Regions from separate parts of the Gossypium raimondii genome. Here region 2 is linked to region 1. A link is a contact called in public Hi-C data. All regions are on one chromosome and are shown on one strand. Each heading gives the region's core, a stretch centred on a gene start, on an enhancer-like site or on the middle of the called end of the contact. The rest is flanking DNA. Distances are from core to core; before and after follow the strand shown.

Region 1 (4,701 bases), core at 1,100-3,599:
CTTTTCTGGAGGAAAGTTACATGAATGAATTTAAACCTTGAAGTAGATTGTTACTAAAGGAAGCTTTCTAGAGGAAAGTTACATGAATGAATTTACACAACAGTCCTTATGGAGACGATAACTCTTTACTTACTACTTATTACTTGTATGACCGTGTACACTTGCATGTAACCACCAATACACCTATCATGCCACATTTTGTATGGAGTCTTAGGTTGCCTACTAATATAAGTTGTCTTCTCATATTATGATCCGACCACATAATGTGACTTATTATTAGTTAAATGTCAGGTAATCTGTGAGCCAATATTTTCTTATTCATTTCGCTTTGTATGCAAAACCCGTTAAGGACGAATACAAATGATATTAATGTAAATGATGAAATTTTGTTAAACTAATATATTCAAAATATTATAAGTATATTTGACAAAATCACACACTATGGGCACTAAGTTCCAACAATTACTTCCATACTATCTATTGCTGGAGGCATATGCGTACAATTATGTTTTACATGTGCATGTCGTTTATATGCTTCTCTTGCATTGAGTGGCAACGGTCGTATTAAATTTTCCAACAGTTCAATATGATCTGAGAAATTCCAAGATATCCAAATAATATGGATAGCTTTCATGTTGTGGATTTATGTACTTGGTTAGAAGTAAATTGGGCTACTAAACATGCCAAGCAAGTCCTACATTGCACCAGTCGTCTTCAAATAGACTAAGTTTTTAATTAATTGAGGATGGAAATTTTGTAGCATCCATGTGGAATGGCTTATGGCCAAACGTAAACCAATTTTTATCCACTAGGATAGGCTCTTATATATAAGATTCAACATCCAAAATTTCGAAATGTCAAACGAGAAATATGGAACTGCGTGTTGAACTTATCGAAGCAAGCTAAGTTGAACAGGGAGAAATCTACGGCCTTGTGGTAAAGGTCAAGGTGTCGATGAACCTATTATTTTTTATAAAATAAGCTATGCTATATTTACTATAAAAGTCTTTTTATTTTTTATATATTTTCATAAATCAATAAAAAAATTACATAGAAAAAGTTCAAACCAAACATTATGTTATCCCGAAAAGTAAAACTAAACACATTATAAATTTTATATTTTCAATTTTATCATTTTAACCAAAGCATCGTTTAGTTTTGGATTAATATACAATACATTATCGGTGTATAGATATCATGTACCATAAGTTAATAATAAGATGACACATTATCCTTAGTGTAAAATAAAAAATATTGAAAGACTTAAAAATAAAAATAAAAATATTAACTTTGTTCAAATATAATTAAATATAAATTTTAAATTTTTTTTGTTCTTTAGGTTTTGAATATTGGATGTTTGATTTCAAGTTTCGATCTCGAGGTTGATGTATTTGTATTTATTTATGTTTAATAATTATAATTAACTTTATTTTTAAACAATTCACTATGTGTTTTTTTTCTTTTTACAAAGAATAATGATGTGTCATCTTATTATTAATTGATTGTGCATGAGATCTAAAAATCAAAGGTGCATCAAGTATTCTCCTTTAATTTTTATAAATATATTTATTCGAATTTTTCTCAATTACATTGTTAGTGTACTATAATTTAAGGAATAATATTTTATGTATAGTCATAGATGAGTCTCATAAACCATCAATTGAATAATAACATAATAAATCATCATTAAATTAAACAAAAAGATGAATGACTTGTAAATAAATATTAATAACTTTATATGTAATCCTTTTCACTATTTTTTGTTTTATGTAAGGAAGAAGTATAAAGTTATTATTCACTGATGCAGCATAAACTATAAATAATTTTTTACATAAATCAAAAAATTAAATATTTTTTATAATTTAATATATTAAATAAGTATATTCGATCGAATATGAATTTTGCATGTGCGGATTTGACTGGTGGTAAATGAAGGGGGGTCCGTATGGTCCCAGAACCGCTTGTCTCTTGCGCTACCTTTAATGAATTATATGACCAAAATTATATTTTCTGTTGAAATTTTCTCGCGTAACACAACCACCTTTCTTCCCTATCTGCCCTTCTCATCGTGGCAAACCGTAAGGATTATTTGTTTAATCCATCTAATTAGATGTTCACTTTGGGTTTACTCAACTAATTGGGTCAATTTTGAACTTATTAATTGGATTTTCTTTTCTTTATTTATTTTATAATTTATTCAAGATTTGAATCTTGAGGTATCGTTTTTAAAATTGAAATCTATATAGTTTTTTTTATAAAATATAATCTCTTTTGAAATTTGGGATCCGTCATACACGGCGCGTGATCAATTAATACCGTCCACCATGTCGAATACATAACATCAGAATCAAAATGATTGCCTTGTTCGTCCTTTAGTTGGGATGTCTGTCGAGTATGGTTCTTTCCTTTTCAATATATATATATATATATTGGTTTTTCCCCCTGAGTATCAATTAGCCATGTTCCCAGTTCCACGACAAAAATATGCGTTAAATGGAATGAAAATATTATATATATGTATATGAGATCTTAAGCCTATTGCTTTATGCAGTTTACGGACACAGTAATTTGCTACTTTTGTGATTGCTTATCGTATTTTATTTTGCTTTAGTTACTTGTTTACAAGAAAGTAAAATCAAACTGAAAATGTCAACCAAACAAGATTTCTATTGATTTAAGTTTTCATCGACTAAATCGAAAGTTCGTAGGTATATAATACAATCAAATCTTCGTCTTATAAAATAACAAATCAAAAAGCAAAATAATGTTTGTTACTCTTCTGTACACCAACTGGGTAGTGAAAATAAAAAACAATATAAAATTTACATCACGTGAAATGGTAAATAAAGTTGTTCACTTTTAGCCCTCATAGATTAAAATATGCTGTTATTGTATTTTGATAAAATTAAGATTTAGTCCTCATATTTGAAAAAAAACATTTAATCATTTAAGTTTTTATTTAAAATTTCAGTTCAATAATTAAAATTATAAGTTTTTTTTGTCAAAACGTATTAATTTAACATGTTGATTTAAGCTACCTATGAAAATAATTAGATTAAGACTTTTACATTTAAAAATATGAAAATTAAAAAATTAAAAATTAAATCTTTAAATTCTAGAAAAGTTCATTTATTAAAACTGACACCATATTTTAACAATGTAAGTCTGTTCTTTTAGATCTTTATTTGCAGCTCATAAGTTCATTTATAATTCTAGACAAAATCATTTCCATTTTCTAAACCATTTTTCTCTTAAAAGTAAAAGTCGAATGTTTCACCTTCTCTCAAAACTACAAAACTTCTTGTTGGTCACATCAATCACATGTTGTTAGGCTTCAGTAAAATTGAAAACTACAAATATTAGTTGGCAATTGAGTAGTCATACAATAACTATCTTAAAATGACATCAGAAAATCCAAGAAGAGAAAATATAGACAAAAGAAAAGACAGCATCTACTAATAGGCACATGCCTTCAAATAAAATATTAAATAAAAAATATCAAAATTGAAACAAAATTTTCATTCAATCAACAGCCAAGCTCGTTTCTTTCATCCATAAAAATATTGAACGATGAATCCATTTCAACGGCCTGAAGGCTGAAACAAACAAATATATTGGTAAATAACCCTAATTTGAACCAAAATTATTACTCTAATCGACGCAAAACATTCGGTTTTTATTATTTGAATAACAACTTTTTATTAACAAAAATGTTTTACACAACCTAATGTTTTTTTTATTAAATTACCTGTACAAATATAATATACATACAAGTATAATACATATATAAATATATGTCTCACTTATTATAATATACAATACATACTTGGACGAAAAATAAGATAATACTGAACTAATTCGAAAACAATCATATAAAATCCATATATGGTATACATACATGGTGAAAATGAAATCCAAACATCACAATTGCAAATGATAAGACTTGAATCCCAACCTTTAAGACTTGAAGCCTCAACCTTTTCGATGAAGCAACCCAATATTTGATCTCCTAAATCATTGTCTTTTTGTTGAACGAGCATTAATTTTGCAAGTTGCTAAGATCAATAGATAAACTTAAGCAAGCATCTTGCTCATGGAGCCAAATATTTAATTAAGCAATCAAAATTTTTAGATTTGAGCAAAATGTTGATGAACATTGTGTTTTTAAACATATAGTGGATGGAAAGGTGATCTTCCTAGTCTTATATGTTGATGACATTCTACTCATTGGGAATGATGTAGGGATATTATTATCCGTTAAATTATGATTAACCCAACAATTTAGCATAAAGGATTTGGGTGAAGCTAATTATGTTATGGGAATTCAAATCTTGAGGGATTAAAAGAACAAAGTGATAACTTTATCACAAGCTTCATACCTAAATAAAATATTAGAACATTTTGCAATGACCAACTCAAAGAAGGGATCGCAACCTTCTATATCGGGATTTCATTTTTCTTTCGAAGACTGTCATAAGACAACAAAAAAAAATAATGAGAAAGATTTCTTACGCTTCAGTAGTAAGAAGTTTTATGTATGCTATGTTATGCACACGTCATAAGAAATAGGGACGGTAAGTCGATATCAAGTGAATCTCCGTCCAAGACATTGGCAAGCAGTTAAGAATATACTCAAGTATTTATGGAGAATGAGAGATTATATGCTTGCATAATCTGAAGGAGATTTTAACTCTTATCAAA
Region 2 (4,701 bases), core at 696-3,195, 140 kb before region 1:
CATTTTGAAAACACTTATTCAATATTACTCAATAAAAACTAAAGCCAAAAGCTACATTCGCTGTCATTATTTATAACAATGAATAATTCTCCCCTTCACATTTTAACGGACATTATGCATGTCTTGCGCAATGGATAATATACATTTCTTACGTTTTATATTACAAACGAGAATGTATTTTAAACGTATAGCCCACATTCTTTACATTCATATTTTAACGGAAAATATTCATTACTTACATTTTATATCACCAATGAACAATTTACATTTCTTCCATTTTATATCATCAATGGACGACCTACACCTCTTGCATTTTATATCATCAATGAATGATTTTGCACCGCTTAAGTTTTATATCACCAACGGATAGTACGTATTTCTTACGCCAATGAATAATATGCATTTATTAAATTTTGTATTACCAACGAACAGTTTGTACCCTACATTTTATATTGTTACACCAATGAATAATATGCATTTCTTGCACCAACAAACGGATGGCTTGAACCTATTCTATTTTACATGTACAATTATGGCATCCACAATATACATATGCCATGTCTCCATTGAATAAATTTAATCCCTCTATATTGACAATTGCACCACTCGGGTATATTTTATGCATTTTCAGATTGTCGGGCCAATGAGCATACCACCCATTAAATCACAAAGCAAACTTAAACGAACCAACCATGAATAGAAACACCATCTGCCAATGCATTATTAAGGGTACAAATGAATTTCAATAGCCTCACAAGACACCATATATTCCCAAGTCGTAGGGCTAATAATTGTATCCTCTATAAAAGTACAAGACAATTTTTGGGTACGTTCCCTATAACTTACCACCCATTTTTTTACAACTACTACTACCTACAGGGGTGGCTTACAAATAGTCTCGAGGCATGGTCACTTTCTAACCTATCTCTCGACTAGGAGGGGGACTATTGTTATATCCCCCAATTTGGACCTGGTTGGACCCTTCATTGGGCCCTTACCCCTCTTATAAGTACCCCAAGATACCACTTAGTAAAGGGATTCCTCTCCACTCAAAACCCTAATTCACTAATCAATAGTCCTGACTCTCTCTACCTGTCCAACTTTTGACCTTAGAATGGGTGAATTGACCTCTTTTGACTCTATCCCTCATTTTTATCCATTTCCATTCATACCATGCATTAATAGACACATGAAGAGCTATTTTATAGCTTCTATAGAGATGAGGCCAGTCAAATCTGTGATGCACAGGTGTGTAGTGCACTTCGTTCCCGGACATAAGCAACATTCAAACTGTAAACAACATCTAAGGTGACTGAAGTTCATGGGTTTCAAATTTTATTTTATTCTTTTTTTATAAAATTTTAATTATTTTCTACAATTTTAGGAATTTTTAAATGCAATTTTATAAAATCTTATACTTTCATCGAAAAATAATTTTTTAATAAATTTATTTTTAAAATTTTTTATCTGTTTTAATTTTTTAGAAAAATGGAAGAGTTTATGGGTTTGTTTGTGTTCCCTTTGGCGCCCAAAGCCAACGGCCTCCAAGGTCCCACGATAACTCCTCTCGCCACCAAAAACTGAAAGAAGTTCACAAACAATTTTGTTAATCTCTAAAACGCCCATACATTATGAACTTCCAACTTGTCACCCAGGGCACGAAACGACGAGGGGCAATTTCGTAGATAAACTAAGTATTGAGACCTATTCTAAAACAACTTCCACACTTCAAATTTTTTTTCCAACCTCCAAAACGAACCACAATTCGGTACCCAATCGCTCACGCCCTTTAGGCTTCCATCTCTGATCCATTTTTGCATTATTTTCTTTGTCCGTCTCTCACTATTCTCTCCAGCAGTTTCAGTTTCTACGAAACGAAGAGGAAGACCTGAGAAAGGTATATTGTGCAATTATGCTTCTGATATTTGATTCTCTTCTTTAAGAATGTCAACTTTGAGAGCTCCGTGTGATCTTTTAGAAGATGTAAAGGAAGCAGAGGCGGTTCCTGCGCTTTATTTTACTCTTTCAGTCGGAGATAGTGAGAAAGAACTTGGAGATTCATCGGAAAAAGAGGTGAAATCGGCTGACTTTTTTATCGTTCTTAAACACGAAGGAGAGTGCACCGTGACGCCTATCGAAGAACAACCTTCGGAGACTACCACGGAGAAAGGAGCTGACGACGCGAGTGAGAAATCTTTTGATTTTATCATGTTTGAGAAGTCTAAAATTACCGAGAAATCCCTGTGTTCACAAAATGAAGAGGAAGAAGCTCTTGAATCTCCTGAGGAAGCTTCGCAAACTGAAAATGTAAAATGGAGGGATAATGGAAAGACTTCTCTAGAATCAAACCAGCGAGAGAGTCCAAAAATATCAACAGAGATATTTCAAGACACAGTCGGAAAAGAAGAGTCATCCAAATTGGAGGAAGAAAATGAATCGACTGACAAACTTGATAAGCCGATGAAGACGTTGAGAGTGCAGAGCAACGAGAACATATCCAAATCCAATAATGCAAACGTGGCGCAGATGTCACTGAAGCCGTCTCCTAGCGTAGGTTCGAGTCTCGAGAACTTGGAACTCGATAGTTTATTGCCTGCGGTCAGATCCGTCGATAGTCCTCTAGGGAGTACAGAAAACGGTGCGATGTTGGAAGAAGCGTGGGAGGGACTACAAAAATCTTACGTATATTACAAAGGCAAGGCAGTCGGTACGCTCGCTGCTATGGATCCTATCGCCGAGGCTTTGAATTACAATCAGGTATATTATGTTTAGTTCTTTGTCTTCGTTTTTGTTTTCTTTTGATTTTTCAAATCCAGATATCTCCCTTGTTTTGTTATATTATCATTTTCTTTTGTTTGGCTATTTTGCAATGAAGCTTCATTTGTCTTAGGTGTTTTCTCAACGGTCTTTCTTTAGCCTTCAAATCCATGCTTGTTAGAATCCATTTTATCTTCAGAATTTTGCTTACTGCTATTCGCTTTCGCTATAGCATTTTGAGGCATTTTCTGTTTTTGTGAATGGTGTTAAGGAAATTCCTGTTTTACATGCATGATAATCATCTATATCTATTTCTTACGCTTATTTTCCATCCATGATAATCATCTATATCTATATCTAATTCTTCGTCTTATTCTTTTACTTATATAACTTCGGTTCCTGTTATTTGATTTGCTATGAAAGTTCTTGTGCCTTTTAGTTCTGTGATCTTTTCGTCTTCACCTGGCAAATATGTGGTCTAATGTACACTTCTTGACTTGCCCTTCATATATCTGCACATTTCGTGGTAATGCCGGAGGAACTAATTAATTATTATATTATATTGTGAGTGGCATAAGTCGTTACGTCTTCAATTTTTATTTTAAAACAAACGAGGACGAGAGTTTTCCATACAGGTGAAGATTAACGATCTTTGTAGATGCCTTTGAGAGGAATTACCGTACGTCATTGTTACATAGCCACAGACTAAAAACATGCATGATTGCTTGATCAAATTCATAGTGCTGCTGTTTTTCTGAGTTTGATAGCTAGCCCATAATGTTATGATTTCAATGAAGTTAAAAGCCTTATTGCAGGGGTGCCCTATTGAACTCAGTCAATATTCTTGGCCCATTCTTATATTGCAGGTTTTCATAAGAGACTTCGTTCCCAGTGGCTTAGCCTGTCTAATGAGACCTGCCAATGCTGGTGGCGATCCAGAGATAGTAAAGAACTTTCTGTTAAAGACTCTCCACCTTCAAGGTTGGGAGAAAAGAATTGACAATTTTACACTTGGGGAAGGTGTCATGCCTGCAAGTTTTAAAGTTCTTTACGATTCGCATAGGCAGAAGGAAACCTTGGTTGCAGATTTCGGTGGTAGTGCAATAGGAAGAGTTGCACCTGTTGACTCTGGGTTCTGGTGGATCATATTGCTAAGGTCGTATACCAAATGCACGCATGATTATACGCTTTCAGAACTACCTGAGGTGCAGAGAGGAATGAAGCTGATACTTAACCTTTGCCTTTCAGATGGTTTTGACACTTTTCCTACACTTCTGTGTGCAGATGGGTGTAGCATGATTGATAGGAGGATGGTGAGTCTTCTAGTTATTATAGAAGTTTCCTTCAACTTTATATAGAAGTACTTGTTTGAAAACAAGATCGGGAATTAGACTGGTTATTGTCACAACTGCTCCAAGTGTTAAGCGTATTTGCCAATCTAAGCCACTTCGAATCTTCTTCTATTTTCGTTGTTCAAGTTACCCTTAGATCCTGTGATCAGTCTCTGCATGATTTTGTTCTGGTCCTAGTCTAGTAGCAGACGGTAAAATGGTTTTCCCCCTAAATTCTTGCTTGTTTTTGTGAATGAGTAATGTAATGTAGTTCATATATCATTGTTTGAACTCATTTTATTCACTACGGGGCAAAGCTGGAAATTTTATATTGGGGAGCTGGAATTGAATTGTAAATTCTTTTGGGGCCAATACACAAAATTTACCATTTTATTAGTTATAACTTTACAAATTTTAAGAGCCTTAAAGGGAAATTTTACCAAACCAAGGGGGCCAAGGCCCTTGCCTTCCCCCTGGTGCCGCCCCTGCTGCAATGCCTTGAGTTGTTTTGATATTTGGTCGGTCGGTCCTGCTCTTTGTCTTCTTTTTACCCTCATTGCTCTGAATTAAGTTTAATTAGTGGAATTTAATGTGCTTCCTTTTTGGGCAGGGA

Evidence for each region. A called contact is a pair of places that touch in the nucleus more often than the background predicts.
Region 2: a contact with region 1 is called in a Hi-C map of leaf, with 2.5 times the contacts expected there. The contact joins the promoter of LOC105791529 here to the enhancer-like site in region 1. A contact is called at or near these places in 2 of 2 Hi-C or Micro-C datasets (both in leaf).

What each region holds. Positions count from the first base shown.
Region 1 is chr8:43,027,134-43,031,834 of ASM2569854v1, reverse strand. No RefSeq gene overlaps it. Among protein-coding and RNA genes, the nearest start is that of LOC128032156, 5.1 kb to the left of the region's middle. Within about 2 kb of position 2,349, the one cell type or tissue checked has open chromatin away from gene starts, as enhancers often do. A contact at or near this core is called in leaf, where this site is marked.
Region 2 is chr8:43,166,189-43,170,889 of ASM2569854v1, reverse strand. LOC105791529 (probable alkaline/neutral invertase F) reads left to right here and starts at 1,945. Exons shown (of 4, transcript XM_052634852.1): 1 at 1,945-2,757; 2 at 3,624-4,070; 3 at 4,699-4,701. The coding sequence starts at 1,945.